2 separate regions of the Rattus norvegicus genome follow, and region 1 is linked to region 2. A link is a contact called in public Hi-C data. All regions are on one chromosome and are shown on one strand. Each heading gives the region's core, a stretch centred on a gene start, on an enhancer-like site or on the middle of the called end of the contact. The rest is flanking DNA. Distances are from core to core; before and after follow the strand shown.

What was found. A called contact is a pair of places that touch in the nucleus more often than the background predicts.
Region 1: a Hi-C map of liver shows a contact between it and region 2, with 2.7 times the contacts expected there. The contact joins the promoter of Pcsk5 here to the enhancer-like site in region 2. A contact is called at or near these places in 4 of 12 Hi-C or Micro-C datasets (Schwann cells, kidney and liver).

What each region holds. Positions count from the first base shown.
Region 1 is chr1:224,693,094-224,695,793 of GRCr8, reverse strand. Pcsk5 (proprotein convertase subtilisin/kexin type 5) reads left to right here and starts at 1,447. Exons shown (of 21, transcript NM_053823.1): 1 at 1,447-1,651. The coding sequence starts at 1,454.
Region 2 is chr1:224,615,024-224,617,723 of GRCr8, reverse strand. All of the region lies in intron 2 of Pcsk5 (proprotein convertase subtilisin/kexin type 5), which reads left to right. Among named protein-coding and RNA genes, the nearest start is that of Pcsk5, 78 kb to the left of the region's middle. Within about 2 kb of position 1,378, at least 2 of the 93 cell types and tissues checked have an H3K27ac peak or open chromatin away from gene starts, as enhancers often do. A contact at or near this core is called in liver, where this site is marked.

The DNA.
Region 1 (2,700 bases), core at 198-2,697, 78 kb before region 2:
TTAAAGGTTAGGCAAACCTTTCATAAAGACCAATTTTTCTTTTTACAATAAACCACTCCTTGGCCCCTCACCTGCAAAAGACAGAGAGGTTGGAGAAGCTTGAAGAAGGCCAGCCGCCATCCTCTGCTGTGTCTAAAGTCGCAGTGCTGTAATGGCATTTCATCTGACTTCCTCTGTGGTCCTTTAATATTACTTTCCTCCACTGCTCCCATGTCCTACTTGGAAAGTTGGAAAACTCTCCTTGCTGAGGCAAATGAAGCCCTTGGAGATAAGGACACAACAAATGAATGGCCACTCCCTTGCAACCAACACTTGTCTGTTCTCTGGTACTGCAGATATTCATAGAAATATCTTTCCTAGCTCTAAGCACGGAATTTCACCCTCCTGTGATGTTGCTGCTGAGTACCAGTGCTGATCTCCCAAGTCAGCAGGCGACAGACTTTTGGCTTTGGCTTTTGTAAGAGTGAATGAGACTTAACTGTCCTGTGTGGCAGCTTCTCCGGGGAGCAGAATGCATAAGATAAACAGTTACTGAAAAGCGTAAAGAATTAGCGAAGTTAAAGTCTCGAAGTTATTTGTTTGGCAATTGAGACAAGAATGACCTTAAAATGCTTAGTTAGTCCAGGGCATTTAGAGCCGGGATGAATGAATCTTTGCCATACTTCCCTCTCATTATCGTGTAAATCCTAGACTTTCCAGAGTAAGGGAAAATTAATCCAAATCCAGCCTGGCGAAATAAAAAGGATAGAAATCAAGACCCGGGAGGCACTCTCCCCTCAACCCTTGAGGGAGACTGGCCTTCCTGCCCCGACCCGGGAGGTTACAGCAGGGAGAATTGGGAGGCGCTAGGACCTGGGTGGCGACTGGCTGAGGCCCCGCTCGTGAGGGCGGAGGAGTAGAGGAGGAGGGAGATGTGGGAAAGGAGGGGTGCTCCGGGGGGCGGGGGAGTCATTTATGCGGAGCGGGCGCTGCTGCTGTCGCCACTCACAGTCCCCGCGCGCTCGGAGCCGGAGGGAGCGCAGCGAGCGGGCGAGCGAGCACTGGGAGCCCGGTTCAGCAGAGGGGGCGCCCGGCCGCTGCCTGCGCTCGGGCCAGTCGTCTCTGCGGCGCTCCGGGGCCGAAGAGGAGCAAGAGGCAAACGAAGAGTCCTCGAGCGGAGCCGGGAGAGCCCGCGGCGAAGGCGCCAGTCCCACTCCGCCGCTTCCCGTGCCAGCCGGGGAGCGATCGCTTAACCACCCCACCGGCCCAGAGCCCGTCGCCCCGGTACCCGCTGCCCCAGGGATGGTCTAAGAGCCTGCGAGGGGCTCGCAGCTCTGCTCCGTTCCTGGGCTCTCTGCCTCCTACCGACCGCTCCAGGCTGCGCGCCCCGCCGGCCCAGGCCGGAGAAGTTAGTTGTGCGCGCCGCTTAGCGCGCGAGCCAGCGGGCGGGCGAAAGCGGCGAAGCGCCGGGACCATGGACTGGGGCTGGGGGAGCCGCTGCTGTCGCCCGGGACGGCGGGATCTGCTGTGCGTGCTGGCACTGCTCGCCGGCTGTCTGCTCCCAGTGTGCCGGACGCGTGTCTACACCAACCACTGGGCAGTGAAGATCGCCGGCGGATTCGCGGAGGCAGACCGCATAGCCAGCAAGTACGGATTCATCAACGTAGGACAGGTAACTAACCCCCGGTGACACAGACTCTGCACCCAGAAGCTAGTCGTTTGGGGGCTTCTTGTCCCCTCCGCTTCGACCCCTCCCCCTTTTCCAGATGTGCCTCTGCAGCTGCGGCCCGAACTCTAGGGCGATGCTCTGGGCTTCGCGCTCCTTGCACAGTTACACACATGCCCCGAAGTTGCTGGGATCCCTGTTTAATTTGTTTTTACAAGCAAAGAGGGACAGGTAGGAAAATATGGAGTGCCCCTGGACAGGTTCAGACTGGTCTGAACCTTTGGACCTGGAAAGTCCAGAAGTGCTCTTTAGCTTGAAGAAATACTCCTGAGAGTGGTTGTGGCAGGGAAGGTTGAGACCTTTGGGAGGCCAAGGAGTGAGAACGCTCCTGGTTCTAACTGGGAGAGAAAAACCTGGATTAACCTCTTGGGCCGCGGAACTGCTGGGCTCTGGAGAGCTTGGAGTGCAGCGCCTGGTCGGGAGGTGGTGGGGAGAGAGGAAGGGGGCAGGACACGGGGAGGGACCCATGGATTTAGGGGGGGGGGGTCCTGGCTGCTGCCTCCTTTGGCCAGAATCCAAATATGGGCCCCCGGAGCTGGGCGGGGAGGGACCTGGGAGACACCGAAAGCGGCTGGAGTGTTCGGCTCCGGGAATTTGGGAATCTTCTACTGGTGAAACCTGGGGTATTCTGTTGTGGCGAGCGGCAGGAATGTTTTGATGAGGTGCTGTTGGTGGATTTTCATTCGATTTGCCATTCTGAGAGAAATGCCAATACGTTTTTATGAGACCTTTGGCAGCGCCACCGATTTGTATTGTGGCCCCAATGGCCTGGATTTCGTCCTCTTTCCCATGTTCCTACCAGAAACGGGACTGGAGAGGGCACCGATAAATGCCCCTCCTAAGAACCTCACAACTTCTTTGGGACTGATCCAAGGAGGGAGCCCTGCCGCGGTTCTTAGCAGACTAGGGTTGGGTGTAGAGCCAAGGTGGGAGGGCCATAGAGGCATTTGGGGGCGTTCACATAGTGCTTCAAGGCCGCGGGGCAAGAGGGTGCC
Region 2 (2,700 bases), core at 129-2,628:
TTTGGAAGTCTGTTTGCTCTTTTGCTTCCCCTGGGTTGTTTAGGGGCCTGAAAAAAAAAAACAATCTACTGGTTCTTTTACTGAGAACCAGTGAATAAATCCATTTATTTTCCAAATCTTTATGGAGTGCACACTCTGAGTGAACCACAGAATAGTTTCTGTTGGGGCTGGAGAAACTCAGAGACACTGGATTCCCTGCTTCTAAATAGAGCCTCTACATCTAGTCAGTAGTGACGTTTTCATCCTTGACAGCCATCTCAGTCTCCTTGGGCTGCTAAGTCTCAAACTGGAGTGAAGTCTCTAAGAAGTGGCTCCTTCTGGTGCTAGAATCTTGACAGTCCCTTCTCAAATCTTCAAAACTTAACAGTGTTTCTGGGAACTCTGGACACGTTCAGCTCTCACTCCACTGTCAAGCAAGGCTCTGAATGTGCCAGGTAGAGTTCTCTGAAGGGATAGAGGGGTGAGGATGGAGAGAATTGGATAACCCTCTATGTCTTCCCCAATTCTGAGCAACCAGGTGCAGTGTCCATCATAGTAATATAATTGACTTCAGGGTCAGGCATCTAAAGCACATGGCATGAAAGAAGGAAGTTTCATGGTGGAAATTATCTGTCTTCTACTGACAAATGTCCAGTTAGATGACAGGGGTGAAAACATTTTCTTTCTCTTGCCCCAACCCCATCATTCCTGTAATTGTTGGTGCTATGGCCATAAGTTCAGGGGAAAGAAGCCCCAGTGTAATGACTTGGCACTCCTGTAGAACTCACAGGGGATGCCAGGGAGCTGAAAACCTAGGCTAAGCCTGTTTTTTCTCCTCCTGGTATGAATTCCACCCTGTACTGTTATCAGACATTTTTCCGGACTTTCTGTGCCATGACCTACAAGTCATGTCAGGTACTACTTTGCGGGAAGCCCTGACATGGTTTCTGATGTGAAGGAATCTTACAAAGATTGAGAAAACATTTGGTTTGCCTCCAGTAACTGGGTTTAGAGGAAACAATGTCAATCCCTTTCCTGTTTGCCCACGGATTTTGAAATGCTTTTCCCGGAGTGTGAAAGGCATGTTTCACTGTGACCTTAACCAAAGTTAACTGTATGCTGACTACTTCAGAGGGTGGTACTGATGTTCAAGGCTATCACAGTCCCAACATTTCTGGTTGCAAAATCCCCCAGCTCTTCTGCCAAGTGTAAGACTCGAATATAAAAACACACAGAGGACAGGAGAAGGAGAGAAGGAGGGAGGGGCAGAGGGAGACAGAAAGAGGGGAGAGAGGAGAGGGGAGAGATGGATGTCTTCATCAGAGATCTTTATCAATCCTCATGGCTTTCATCTCTCTGATGATGGAGAGCTCTGTTCAGTTGTCAGCCTCCAGTGATGTCACAATAGTTATTGATTAACTTTGAACTCTTTGGCCTTTGGGGAACCTGGTACACATTCTGCCTAAAAGTTGTGCGTTTAACATTTTACAAGAAGAGAAAAGTGACATTGTTTTTCCCAACAGTACTTAATTTATAAAACAGGTGATTGTCAGCAAGGAAATGCTCAGTGTTTAATTTTGGAGATTTCATCCAACCCTGATGAAGATTAAGCGATGAAAGCCACCAGGCTAGTCGCAATGCCTCATTTAAAAAAGCAAAATACAGATACAAGTAAAACTTCAAGTCCCCAATTCGGAACTTTCGAAAATCATTGTTCCTCACTGATTTTTCCACTATGATCAAAATCACAGCAGTAGGGTCCACGGGAGTCAGAAATAAGAGCCGATGTCATCCCCATATAAATAACCAGGAGAACTGGATGATGCATGCAATGGAGGTGAATTATTCACAAGGGAGGAGTGTCTCTTTCTGTGTGAACAGATCTTTCCTCACCGTTGCCTGTGTGGGTTAAATGGTATGTTGCATGGAGAAGAGAGATACTGACATAATGTCCCACAGTGAACAGGTCACCTCATGCTCTTTACTTTGAGAAATAATCACCCATTCCTTTGCCGACATTTGCCTCTTTTTATATTAATCTCAGTTGCGTTGAACAATTTCTTCTCTCTGTGCAACATAAGGCTCTTCTTTGTATTCATTTGGTTGACCTAGAGCTTGAGGGCATCCAGTTTTTCAAATACAGATCTGAGAATATCTGGAGTGATTTATGCACAAAGCTGTGGCGCTGGCCAAAGAGAACCGAAGTCCACTGAGCTAAATTCAAACTTTGTTCGGAGGGAAAGATGTGATTTTTGCTGCCATCTAAACTTACACCATGGTAAGGAGAGAATGAGATGTCCCATATGTGCTTTAGGTTTTGAGTGGACTTTACTAACTGCATTGCCTTACCCGTCAAAATGCTTAAAGGATGGTTCTCCAAAGGCAAACACATGTGGAATGAAGTCTTACCACTGTAATTTTTTTTTAAATGTGTGGTAATCTTGATCCTGGAACAAAGATGGACGGAAGCACGGACTGTTCTAATTCAGTTCCCTTATTAAGGGATTTCACATAATCAAAAGTGAAATTAACCCCTGGTGGCATTTCAGATAGTAAAACTGATTTTAGGCTCTTTGGAATTCCATTTCCTTTTAATATTTAAGTCATCAAAATTGTATTCAAATTTCTTCTTAAATTAAATTAATTCTCCTATGGTTTAAAATAGAAGACTATATTACAACTTAAACAAGAAAGACTCTTCAGGTCCAGTTTTGCTATTCA